Regions from separate parts of the Mus musculus genome. Here region 2 is linked to region 1. A link is a contact called in public Hi-C data. All regions are on one chromosome and are shown on one strand. Each heading gives the region's core, a stretch centred on a gene start, on an enhancer-like site or on the middle of the called end of the contact. The rest is flanking DNA. Distances are from core to core; before and after follow the strand shown. Region 1 overlaps Gemin8 (gem nuclear organelle associated protein 8). Region 2 has its middle 82 kb from the start of Gemin8.

The links. A called contact is a pair of places that touch in the nucleus more often than the background predicts.
Region 2: a Hi-C map of Th2 cells shows a contact between it and region 1, with 2.2 times the contacts expected there. The contact joins two enhancer-like sites. A contact is called at or near these places in 7 of 39 promoter capture datasets (the C10 cell line, embryonic stem cells, hippocampal neurons and 2 more), 14 of 484 Hi-C or Micro-C datasets (Th2 cells, brain, cerebral cortex and 8 more), 9 of 115 datasets of contacts at active chromatin or transcription factors (astrocytes, bone marrow-derived dendritic cells, embryonic stem cells and 4 more) and 3 of 9 other capture datasets (adipose tissue, liver and pancreatic islet).

Annotation. Positions count from the first base shown.
Region 1 is chrX:166,184,112-166,187,227 of GRCm38.p6, reverse strand. The region is part of intron 3 of Gemin8 (gem nuclear organelle associated protein 8); the gene reads right to left. Among named protein-coding and RNA genes, the nearest start is that of Gemin8, 15 kb to the right of the region's middle. Within about 2 kb of position 1,682, at least 11 of the 459 cell types and tissues checked have an H3K27ac peak or open chromatin away from gene starts, as enhancers often do. A contact at or near this core is called in Th2 cells, where this site is marked.
Region 2 is chrX:166,250,484-166,253,599 of GRCm38.p6, reverse strand. It overlaps a transcript of Gpm6b not described here. Among named protein-coding and RNA genes, the nearest start is that of Gemin8, 82 kb to the right of the region's middle. Within about 2 kb of position 1,604, at least 2 of the 459 cell types and tissues checked have an H3K27ac peak or open chromatin away from gene starts, as enhancers often do. A contact at or near this core is called in Th2 cells, where this site is marked.

The sequences.
Region 1 (3,116 bases), core at 433-2,932:
TCTTTGGGCCAAGTTGAAAACATCAGCATTCCCGCTGTTCAGTGCTCAGAGGCATGTGCAGTCTACAGTCATGCTGAGCTCTGGGAGAGGAGTGTGGTGGTGAATGTGGCAGGGGAAATGGCCATTTCACCGCTGACCTCACTTCTATAGGGAAAACAAAAATCAAAACTGGGCCAGAGAAAAGCACCTGCCAGTTCTGTTTCTTATTTCTAGAGATCCCTGTGTTTGTGATGGGCAGCTAGGGTAGAATCCCCAATGGGGAGCGTGTTTTTCCCCTGGGCTCACTTTCTATCATTCCTTCACCTCTGTCCTGGAACTGCTCACCTCTGCTTCTTCTCACAGAACTTTAAAGTAAGCTTAGATTTCCTGGTGAGATACACAGGGTTTGTATTTTTTTTAATTAGATGTTTTCTTCATTTACATTTCAAATGTTATCCCCTTTCCTAGTTTCCTCTCCAAAAGTCCCCTATACCCCTTCCCCTGCTCCCCAACTCACCCACTCCCAGTTCTTGGCCCTGGCGTTCCCCTGTACTGAGGCATATAAAGTTTGCAAGACCAAGGGTCTTTCTTCCCAGTGATGGCCGACTAGGCCATCCTCTGCTATATATGCAGCTAGAGACATGAGCTTTGTGGGTACTGGTTAGTTCATATTGTTGTTCAGCCCTATAGGAGAGACACACAGTTTTTAACAAGCACTGGGTTCTATCTTTAGCCCAGGATGGCTATGTAGCCAAGGTGATCTTGAATTCCTTAATTTATGGGCTACACCTCTGAGGTGTAGGATTATAGTATAGTGCTACCATGCTTGGTTTCTACAGTGCTGAAGATGTAACTGCAGACTCTTCTCAAGCTAGGCAAGTATTTATCAACTGACTTATAGGCTAGACTAAACCATTTAGGTCAAAAACAAATGCTCTCTGATCAACTTGCTGTGTTCTAATGATCAGTTAGTTTCTGAAAATATTTTAGAATATATTGACTTAGGGAACCAAGAATTGTATGATACAATTCCTGGGCTTGAAGGCCTCTATTCAGTTTATTAATTGTTCTTTAATTCCTCCCACCCAAGTAAAGACAGCATCCTTAACCCTCACTCAGCACATTTTCCTTGTCAAGGTAAGGTGAGGGCTTAGCTAACTGGATGTGACTGGCCCAGCTCAAGTCGAGTAGTATCAGCGTTACAATGGAGAGCCAATAGTATGGTCGCCTTGCATGGGCAACAGCCTGTCTCATCATAAAACTGAAATCAGCCGTAGCACTCAATGTTACTGAGCACTCTTTCTCATGTGGTTGTGATACTGAGTCTTGATTGACAGCATGGCTGCATTGAGGGACACTTAGGAGATGGTAAAGCACGCCTCTGCAAGCGTCTACCAGTGTTTCTAGATGATCAACCAAGGAAGGGAGAAACATCTGTCAGGAATGTGGGTGGCACCACACAAAAGTCTGGGGCCCAGAGCAGGAAGAGGCCTGTCAGCGTAGGCATGCTCTGCTTCCACCAGAAGCTACGCTCACCTCATGGTTTACTGTTTTCCAGGCCCAAAGCCACGACTCCATCTGACTGATCTTGAACTGTAACATCTGAAACTCCCGAGCCAAAGCAAGTCTTTCCTTCCTAGGTGACAGGTCTTTGTCACAGGCATCAAAGGTGTGAGTAACATACAGGAATTGACTCACTAACTACAAATCAAAACAACACTTAGGTTCCATTCCAGCTTCAAACTGGGGCTGAAGAGGCCGAGCAGCAGGTTCTCGTCACTGGGGCTTACTCGGAAAGAGGCTTTGTGCAGATAAAAGATAATGATGAGATTGCACTAGATTAGTGTACACCTTAAATCTAAGGGGAGTGGCCTTATATGAGACAGAAAAGGACAAAGAGACACAGGGAAAGTCATGTATAGACAGATGGCGATACTGCTACAAGTGAAGGGATGCTAGAAGACACCAAGTGCTGCAGGAAGCAGGAGTCTCCTAAGACCACCAGAAAACACAGATACTTAGCTATGAGTCATGACAGTAGCAACATTACAGTTATAAAGTAGCAGCAAAAGTAATTGTATGGTCGGGTATCAGCACAGCATAAGGAGCTGTATTAAAAGGGTCACAGCAATAGGAACGTGGAGAAGCACTGCTTTAGGGCCTTTGTAGGAAGGCTGCCCTGGGGACACCTTGATTTTGGATGTGAAAAAAATAAACCTCTGCTGTTTGGCCATGAACATTGCTGTAATTTGCTACAGCAACCCTATAAAACAATACAAGAGTTAATATGCATGTGGAATTAAACAAGCATGCCTCACCTCTAACTAGTAATACATTTTAAAGGAAAAACTTTACTGGACTCCATCTAAGTTTAGGGCCCATGGTTTTGGTATCAGTCTGTGCATCTATAAGAAGCTACCAGGAGAACTGAGAGATGGCTTACTGCTTAAGAGTTCAGACTGCTCTTGCAGAAGATCTAAGATCGGTTCCCAGTACCTAGGGCAGGGGATTTAACAACTGCCTTTAATGCCAGGTTCCAGGGTATCCAAAGCCTTTGGCCTATATAGGCATTGTACGAACATTCATACTCCTTGCACTCCCTAATTAAAGATGATTTTAGAAAAGAGTTATTACTAATGTAGAATTATAATCCATAATGGGAAAAAATAATCACAGGAAGCAACTTGGACTTGAGGGAAATTTTACACAGCAGGAAATTACTCACTAAATATGCTACTCAATAATTAGCTCAAAGGCAGCACAGTTTGAGAGACAAAGCACTACAATGATATATGTTGAAGAATGGTATCGCCCGCCCCTCATTTTTCTAGGATCAGCAGGGCTTTCTGATGAGATTTTCTGCTATGTTGCCAAAGTTAATGGCGACAGCATAAGCAAGAGACAGCACAGGCTTGAGTAAATCAAGGATGCCTTTTTGCCTCATCAGCAACAGACTCAAAACACAGTCTCCTCACTCTGGGTCCCCCATTCCATCCAATATAGCCCTGAAGTGAGTGGACAATCACCGGCTTAGCTTTAGCAAGGAGGGTGCCTTTACCCACTCCCTTCTACTTTTCTGTGACCTTCCACATCCATTATCTTAATGGCTGTTCTTTAGTTCTTCCGAACATCCGTAC
Region 2 (3,116 bases), core at 355-2,854, 66 kb before region 1:
TCAAAAAAACAAAAACCAAAACCCCAAAATTCCCAAACCAAAACCAAAACCAACAACCCAAACCCTGAAGTGGTGACAGTGTCACACGGGTATCATACATAGCTTTTCCCAACAGGCCAGTAGGTGCTAACTCAAAATCAGCTTTCCTATGCTGATAATTTCTTCATTTAGTTGACCAAGTGAACACACTGCTGGATTTCCTAAAGTCATGAGTGTATGGAAGGGAATCATGACATTCAATGGAATTCAATTTGATCTTATTTGGTTTACTTTTTAAGAAGCTACAAAGACTATGTGAGACCTTAAACTGATGTCAAGAGGAAGTGAAATCACTATGAGGAGGCACAGCAAAGGTCAAATGTGTACAAATGGGAAGGCTCAAGGCATGCGGAATCAGCATGTTAGTCAGGACATTCAGGGCAGTCCCACTCACAAGCCTACCAGGGGTGCTGCTGGAGCATGGCAAACTCATTCTAAAAGCAGAGACCAAGAATAGCTTAATAAAGAGGCGCCCAAAGAAAAAACTTCTGTGAGATTGCCAGGCTTATTTTAAATGGATACTAATCAAGGCTGTTTATATTAGCATAGAGATACACTCATACGTATATGTAATATATGCATAATATAAAACTAACACAAAAAGGTTGAGTTGCACACTATGGGTGGTTTCCTAATAGAAAATATAAAATTGTTAAGCCTAACTCTACACACACACACACACACACACACACACACACACACAATCCAGATGGAGAAAAAGGATATAAGGGAGAGTGCTTAATGTGCAAGCATGAGGACCTGAGTTCAAATCCCCAGCAGACACATAACAAGCTGGGCATGAAGTAGTGGGCTGGAAAGATGATTCAATTGTTAGTAGTACTTGCTCTTCTTACAGAAGATCTAGGATTGGTTCCCTGCATCCATATGGTGGCCCTTCCTGTAACTCTAGTTCCAGGAGATGCAATCCCCCTTCTGACATCTGAGTGCACCAGGATCATATGTAATGTACATATGTACGTATATGTAGACACTTGCACAGACACATACAACAACAACAACAACAACAAAGAAAACTAGGTATGGGTTAGACATCTCAAACTCTGATGCTGAGTAAGGAGGGGCAGGGCAGAGTAAGAGGATTGTCTGATTTTGCTTGCTACCAGCCTACCCCCCAATAACCAAACCAACCCCAAAACAAAAACCAAGCTGAATTCCAGTGAGTGCTCAGTTCATGAAAGATCTTGCATCATGGAATAAGGTGGAGAGTGATGGAAGTCTCCTATAACCTCCATGTGCCAAAACACATCAATATGCGAGTATACACACATACACAGCACAGATAAATAAAACTGAAAAAAATCAAAGTATAAGTTGGTAAAAATCTTTAAAGAAATAGTAGAGGAAAAGAAAGCCATTTTCCTGATCTTAGGGATAAGAATGATTTTTTAAAGCACATATTATAAAGTAGTAAAAAGAAACATTGATAATTGCGACTCTCTGACAATTTAAAAACTCAGTTCAGTAAGTGACAAGTTGAGCAAAGTGCAAGGTGAGTCACACGGGCAAACTGACACAGACCACACCCTTAGCAAAGATTAGGATCCAAAATGTATATGAAGACAAACAGGACACAAATGGAAGACAAAACCCAAGAGGCCAAGAACCTAGCCCATACTTTCAACCTCTCTAGGGAAATTCAACATTAAAATCATAAAAACTATTTCATACTTGCCAGATTTTTAAAAACTTAAACAGTATAATTATACCAAAGCTGAAGACATGGAGAAGCTAAAATTCTCACATGCTCCTGGTGGAGAATCCATGGGAGTCATCACTTGAAAGGTGACATGATAAAATGTAAAGACAGTTCTGTGATACAATAAAGTATCCATTCTGCTGACCACATCATTATTGTGGTCAAGAAGATAAAACTTCTCACAGAGGGAAGGCAGGCAGCTTATAGCTATGTATGTCCAAATAGCACACAAAGAAGTCATGTGTCAAAGACAATTCTGTATCTATTTGTGTATTTTTAGATGAAAATCTGAAACCATTGCAGTCTTTTGAACCCTTTTCCAATGTTGTATGCTATTTACTGTCAGTTTCTGACAAATTAGGGTTAATCCAGGCACATCCTAAGACTTCATCTTATTCAGGAAACTCATTGGAGAAAGGCCCTGGCATCTACTGCAGCCTTATATCCTGAAACCAGAAAGCATCCATATTGATCATTTCCTGAATGATCTAACCTAACAATCACAGCTTCCTGTCCTCAGCATGCACTTTTTCTCTCTGAAGTACACATGGGGATACATTATTTTCCTAATCTCTTCAGTTCCATCATCATTTTCTATGCAAACATCTCCTCTCTCTTCAAATATTTTCCTCTCTCTCTCTCTCTCTCTCTCTCTCTCTCTCGGCTGCTATGATGGAGGGAGGGTTTCACCTAAAAGAGGAAGTATAAACCCATGCTTTATATACTTTCTTCTAAATTTCTATAGACAAGGGCTTTGCATGAATGCTTCTAACCATAATGATTTAAAAACCCGCCTTTCCTGTTATCATGTAGAAGAATGCGAACTGATCCACTCTTATCTCCTTGTACAAAGCTCAAGTCTAAGTGGATCAAAGAACACTACATAAAACCAGAGACACTAAAACTTATAGAGGAGAAAGTGGGGAAAAGCCTTGAAGATATGGGCATAGGGGAAATTTTCCTGAACAGAACAGCAATGGCTTGTGCTGTAAGATCGAGAATTGACCAATAGGACCTCATAAAATTGCAAAGCTTCTGTAAAGCAAAAGACACTGTCAATAAGACAAAAAGGCCACCAACAGATTGGGAAAGGATTTTTACCAATCCTAAATCTGATAGGGGACTAATATCCAATATATATAAAGAACTCAAGAAGGTAGACTCCAGAAAATCAAATAGCCCCATTAAAAAATGGGGCTCAGAGCTAAACAAAGAATTCTCAACTGAGGAATACAGAATGGCTGAGAAGCACCTGAAAAAATGTTCAACATCCTTAATCATCAGGGAAATGCAAATCAAAACAACCCTGAGATTTCACCTCACACCAGTCAGAATGGTTAAGATAAAAAATTCAGGTGTC